Linked DNA regions of Mus musculus: region 1 is linked to region 2. Evidence: chromatin contacts called from public promoter capture Hi-C data. All regions are on one chromosome and are shown on one strand. The core of a region is the stretch at or near the end of the contact, and the rest is flanking DNA. Distances in the headings are between cores, read along the strand shown. Region 1 overlaps Macf1 (microtubule-actin crosslinking factor 1). Region 2 overlaps Macf1 (microtubule-actin crosslinking factor 1).

Evidence for each region. Capture Hi-C pulls out chosen DNA fragments and counts their contacts.
Region 1: a promoter capture Hi-C map of adipose tissue shows a contact between it and region 2. The contact joins two enhancer-like sites. A contact is called at or near these places in 1 of 15 datasets of contacts at CTCF or cohesin (the NIH/3T3 cell line), 5 of 484 Hi-C or Micro-C datasets (the N1E-115 cell line, Sertoli cells, cerebral cortex and 2 more), 4 of 115 datasets of contacts at active chromatin or transcription factors (embryonic fibroblasts, embryonic stem cells and microglia) and 3 of 9 other capture datasets (adipose tissue, liver and pancreatic islet).

What each region holds. Positions count from the first base shown.
Region 1 is chr4:123,526,288-123,529,449 of GRCm38.p6, reverse strand. The region is part of intron 5 of Macf1 (microtubule-actin crosslinking factor 1); the gene reads left to right. Among named protein-coding and RNA genes, the nearest start is that of Gm31156, 24 kb to the left of the region's middle. Within about 2 kb of position 1,664, at least 116 of the 459 cell types and tissues checked have an H3K27ac peak or open chromatin away from gene starts, as enhancers often do. A contact at or near this core is called in adipose tissue and pancreatic islet, where this site is marked.
Region 2 is chr4:123,623,317-123,626,216 of GRCm38.p6, reverse strand. All of the region lies in intron 1 of Macf1 (microtubule-actin crosslinking factor 1), which reads left to right. Among named protein-coding and RNA genes, the nearest start is that of Mir6398, 8.3 kb to the right of the region's middle. Within about 2 kb of position 1,571, at least 96 of the 459 cell types and tissues checked have an H3K27ac peak or open chromatin away from gene starts, as enhancers often do. A contact at or near this core is called in adipose tissue and pancreatic islet, where this site is marked.

The DNA of each region.
Region 1 (3,162 bases), core at 415-2,914, 97 kb after region 2:
CCATAAGATGGCGCTGCAGTTTTGCTGGCCCTTTAGTGCCAGACTAAGGGAAGAAGCACCCACTGTAGCTACACAAGAGCCGGCCGGCCGGGGCTTTAGGGTCTCTAGTTGCTTTCCTTCTGGGAAGACTCTTCAGGAAAGGTGATAGGGCTGTGCTGGTATATGTTTTTTGAGCTTACATAGCCAGGACAACATAGCAAAATCCCATTACATTCATGTACATACATACATACACAGTGTGTATGTGGCTTAGTGGTGGTGCATATGCCTCTAGCATGTACAAGGCCCTCTATTTGATTCCTGGCACTGCAGGAACATGAAAGATAAACTGCTACAACAGAGAAGAAACATGCATACCTCTTTTCTCCCACTCCATTCAGAGAGCCTTCGATTGCATGTGTTAGGCAGTGTGCTGGAAACCTGGTGGAGGAATTCTGCTGGCTGGCAGCGCAGGGTGTGGTCTATGAGCCTTACTTACATCAGTCTGAGTGAAAATCACCTGGGTTTCAGTCCCTCAGCTGCTCTCCCCAGTCAGCAGCAAGTGTTATTTCTTCGTTGCTTGGCTACAGAGTCTAGCTGCTAGTTTAGAACTATGGGAATATCTTCTTGTTTTATGGCAGTGGAGAGCAGATTTTTCTCCCTCTAGTAATTAATGGAGCTGAAATGAAAAGTCTCTCTTTTATTCTATGGGTATTTTCGAGACAGGGTTTCACTCAGTAGTCCAGGCTAGCTTCAGACTTGCTTTGAAATTCTTCCTTTTTAGCCTCCCAGTAGCTGAGATTACACACATCAACCATTTTGTCGTGTTAACATGAAGTCTAAATGGCTTGTGTCTTCCCCGTCCTCAGTTATTTCAACTTGGACAAGTTAATCAGCTTTCTTAAATCTGAGTTTTCTTTACTTAAAAATTGGGCCACACATGGCTGCTGTGAGAATATAACAGAATAATATATATTATCCTGTTACATTATATATATGTTATATATGTGTGTATCTTCACATAGAACTTGTTATATAGCAAGTACTCAAAATACGATAGCTAACTGTGGCAAAGGCAGTACTGATGATTACTATTGAACACTTATGTCAAATACTGTTGTCTGACTTTTATATTGTATTGACAAGTGATCACCTGTCCCTGAGGCTTAACATACTATACTCAAAATCAATTTCCAGGTTTTTCATCAGTGTGTCTGGCCATCCGAATTAGTGGATGTTACTCTTTGGAGCTGGCCATATATGCCACAGGAGGCTGGATTGTTCATACCCCTGTTTCTTTTCTTAATGGAAGGAGTGGGCTCTAATCTTTCTTAGGTTAAAATTTGATTATGTATATCTTGCTTGCTCTTTTCCTTTGGGCGTCTTGGAGCAGTGATTAAAACATATTTCATTTCATAGGTTGGGAGCTTTCATTGCGGCTTCTCTGGTCTTGTCTACCTGGCCCTTCCCTTCCCTTGCTAGTTAGTACCCACTGAGCTGGTTTGCTCTCCCCACCCCCTCTTTGATATTGTTCTCCTCCTCCTCTCTCCGGCTACCTCTCTCTCTTCCTTTCCCCTCCCCTTTCCATTTACTCTTACGTTCTCCCCTCCTCCTCCCTCTCCCTGGTTTCTAGCTCCTTTTTGCGTTCTGTTTGTGTTACTGAGGGCAGTGCTCCAATTACCTCATATTTGGAGAGAGGAAGCGGCAGCCAATCCGGTTTCTGTCTGCTTTTAGGTCAAGTGATTTCTGAACTGCAGTGAGATGCTTTGAAATTTGTCTTGTTGCAGCTCTGAGCCTGTAAGATGGCTGTCTGAATCGAGCGGCTGGAAGAGACAGAGAGAGGCGGGGAGGGAGGGAGAAAGGATTGGAGGGATTGCCGGCATAGTGCATGTTTTTTGGTTTTTGGTTCTTTTGAATGTGCATCGAGTCCGATGAAGCCGACATTGGAATGCCTCTGGGATCCGAGGACTGATTCAACTGCTTTATTTTCTGAGATTGAGAGAGGAAAGAAATGGGAAATTCACTGGGCTGTGTTAAGGAGCCGAAAGAGTCCATAGCTGTTCCTGAGAAGGCTCCCATATCTCCTAAGAAGAGGGTTCGGTTCAAAAGGAAGTGGAGAGGGAAGAAAATCCTTACTCCAGAAGCATCTCACAGGGAGGAAGCTTTGGAAGGCACTGGAGTCATTGAAGAGACTGAAACCCTAACGAAGTTAACAGCGAGGCTCCCAAAGGAGCCCGGAGTGGGAGGGGCAGAGCACCCCCCATCAGACATTTTCCTGCCCGGAGACTCAGCTCCCAACTCAGGGGTGGGCGATCAAGGGATGATTGTGCAGGTAAAGGAGAGCTTCCAAGCAGAGATCCAGACTGCTCACCTTTTGTTGGAGAATGAGTCATCAGTTGTTGGAGGGGCCTGGGATTCCCTGGAAGAGGGTATGACAGTCATTGCTCACCTGCTTGATAACCCAGCAGAAAGGAACTGTGAGAAGTCTGTGAGCCAACTGGTGGAATTTCCGAGGACAGCATCCTGCAGCAGCAGGGCTGTGCTGTTGCCTTTGCAGGGAGAGACTGCAGTGGAGCAGGGAGGCACTCTGCTCAGACATCGACATCGGAGCAGCACTTTGCCTCGGACGGATTACCCCTCTGAAACAGTAGATCAAGACCAACCTTCAGAGGGCTGGAGTGTGGGGGGAAGAACCAAGAGTGTTCCAAGTGCCCCTCCCACAGGTTCTTGGATTGCTAAGTGTTCTGTTGCTTCATCAATACCAAAACAGTCAGGAGACCCTATTCACACAGAGCCTACCCATGTAGGTCTCGTGTCCTGCAAGGGTCCCATAATGCCTGCTTCTCAGAGTGATTTATCTGTCAGTGGCATCACTGTGAGCATTTTGCCATCCTCCTCTGGCTATGGCAGCGATGGGCTGCGCCTGCATGGGATCCGGCCTGAAGATACAGAACCTGAAAAGACCTCCACACCCTTCTCAGAAGAGGATGGTACCCTGTCTTTGGAGGCAAGCCATACTGATCGTGGGGTCTGGAGGAGGTGGATGGTGTATTTGGGGTAATCAAACTGTCTTTTTGGATTTCCTTCCGCTCAGGCATATCGAAGTGGAGTGTGGTAAGCAGTAAGGATCTTGGAGTATTTCAAACTTACCCCTATATGGGGAGTGTGAGTTAGTGATGGCTA
Region 2 (2,900 bases), core at 322-2,821:
TGTGCCATTTATTCAGTTTCAATCATGACTTACCAAATGCTTTATATTTCCTTTGGTGCCTGTCATCTTGGCAAATTGTCTGTCACTGAACATCCTCAGTTCTGACTTTGATTGAACATCCTCAGTTCTGACTTTGATTTTTTTTTTTTTCATTATTAGTGATTATTGAACCTAGGGTCACACACTGCTGGGTAGGTACTCTGTCACTGAGCCATATTCCTATATCCTTACCCCCTTAAACTATTTATTTATTTATTTAAAGACAGAATCTCATCGTGTACCCCTGGCTGGCCTGGAACTTGCTATGTGGCCAAGGCAGGCCTTGACTTTGTAATCTTCCTGTGCCAGCCTCCTAAGTAGTGGTTGATTACAGTCCAGGCCACTAGGCAGCTGATGATAGTGTTGCTTTTAGTTTCCATTTTTAGCTCCATTTCATACTTGATGAAATAGAAGATCAGAAAGACATAGTGACATGCCCAAAGATACACAGCTGACTGGCAGCAGATCTACATACCATTTACATGGACTCTTAACCATTCTGCTGTGGTCAGTTGCTCAGGAGGCTTTTGCATTAACTTCTTCCTAGACTCTTCTTTGGTATTGGGTGTGGCTCAAATACAGACAAGCCAAAGCGGTGTAATGTGTGACTCCGCCCCTGTTGCTCTTCACCTTGAACCAGCATCAGAACTACCTGGAGGGCTTGTTAAAAAGATTGCTGGGTCCCACCCTGGTTCTGGCTCATTGTGCACCGAATCACGGGTGGGGCTTGAGAATTTGCGTCTGTTTTGAGTTTCCAGAGTTGCTGGTGCTGCTAATTGGGGACCACTGCTGTAGAGTACTGAGCTTAAGATGGGGACCACTGCTGTAGAGTACTGACCTTAAGATGAGGCAGCCAATGGTATAGAGGGTTGCTGAGGTTAGATGGGAGTCAGGCTGTCCAGGTTGGAGTCTCGGCCTTGCTACTTACTAACTGCACTTGGGCAAATACTTGAGTATTCATGTACTTTGGTGTTCATCTGTAGAATGTTTTGCTGATAGTATCTACATTGTAGGATTCTTAAGATCGAATGAAATAGTATGTGTAAAGTGCTTGAAGTATGGGACCTTTCTTTCCTACAACAGTGATGAGATATGTTCTTTGTTTTGTAAACTTTAGGGTCTAGTTCTTAGACTAATAAGGAGTAAAACTGTGAATCCAGGTGTCAGATGGTACAATTCTGACTGGTCAGGTGTGCAGTGGAGCACCAGGAAGGCAGTGAGACGAGGAGGAGGAGGAGGAGGAGAAGGGGTGAGTGGGGCTAGAGATGCTGGCATGCGGGAGCTGAGAAAGGTGGGGTTGTCAGTGGTTTGAGTTTTACTATCAGAGAAATTCCAAGAAAGCAAGGTGCCGGCACACAGTTTGTCAGAGAGATAACTTTCTCTTCCTCTCAGCAGATTTAGCTCTGGTATCTGGTTTTAAGGTGGCTGGCAGCGTTCGCTTCTTTTGGAGAACAATGGCTAAGGAAATGGTTTGCTGCTAGCTTCTGGGGCTGGCTCAGCAAGCGGCCTTTATCCTCCACAGCTGCTGCACATACTTTTGATTCTTGCTGAGAAAGGCAGTTGTTAGGTTTGGAAGTTTTCAGATTCCAGAGCCAGCTGGACAGCTGACCTTCTGGTAGCTGTTTCCCAGACTGCCATCTCTCTGTCGCCTCTTCTGGGTCCCCCTTTTTTGACTTTGGAAAGATGATCTATATTTAGTGAGTAAGACAGTTAGAAGGTTAGGGGAGACCATGGATGGGTATTTGAGCCTAGGACAAGATGTATCCTGTACCCAGACTTTAACCCTTTCATCCTCAAATGACCACTTAAAGTGCTTAGGAATGTACCTCTAGCTCATGGCAGTGTTTATTTTTGGATGCCCTGAATAAAATATTTGGGGGGAAGAAGTAGGAAGATGTTCATGTCACTCCATTTATGGCCAAGCAATGCTAGGTATTCTACAGAAGGAGCCATAGAAACAGGGATGGAAAGAACTCTGCATTGTGACTGTTCACCTTTCACTCAGAGATGATTAGGGATACCTTGTGAGGCACCAGAGCAGAGCAAGTATTTCTTAGACTCACATGAGCACCAGCTGCTTTTTCTGGGCATCATCTTCTCTCCCAGGCTGCTGAGTCACCACCTAGGAATGGCTCGGAATGGCAGTAGCCAGGTTGCCACCTGGAGCACCTGGAGAGTTCTTGGCATACTGCACTGTTGGTTTTGGTCTCCTAGACACAGATCGGGCCTCTTCAGCTCTTCGAATCATGGGCTGAGACTTAGCTCTCCTTCCAGCTTGTTCCAGGAGGCACTGACCTACTTTTCAGGGACAATTAAGTGTTTGTGAGCATTGGAAGGCGGTGGCCAAAGCGAAGGTTGAACTAGAGTTACATTAAACAAACATTGGGAGTTTCTTTTTCCATCACACACACCAGGGCCTGTCTCCATTCAAATGGAAAGGCAGGCTAGGCTGATGGGGGCCAGATTCCAGGTGCTTATCTAGATGGCCACCCAACTCTTGAATTCTTGTCTTGTCAGTACACTTTAATATTAGAAGTTTCCTTTTGAAATCACACACTCATTGTCTTTTTAGAACAAGGTTAAGAAGCTAGTGAATTGGCTATTAAGAGACAAAAGTACTTTTAGGTGACACCGTCTGGTTTATTTGTAGCATCAGTGAGATGATGCAAGCCTCTTCTCTCCGTACAGGACTAGAAGAATAAGCTAGCTAGGAACCTGGATCTTAGGGAATAAGTAAATCGTTTCTGTAGACTTGACTTTCCTTATAAGGCAAGAGATTAAGAACTAATAAATGAATAAGCAAGCTTTCAATAAATAAATTAGAAAACTCAACAAGAATTAGTATTAAAAAATTAGATTCA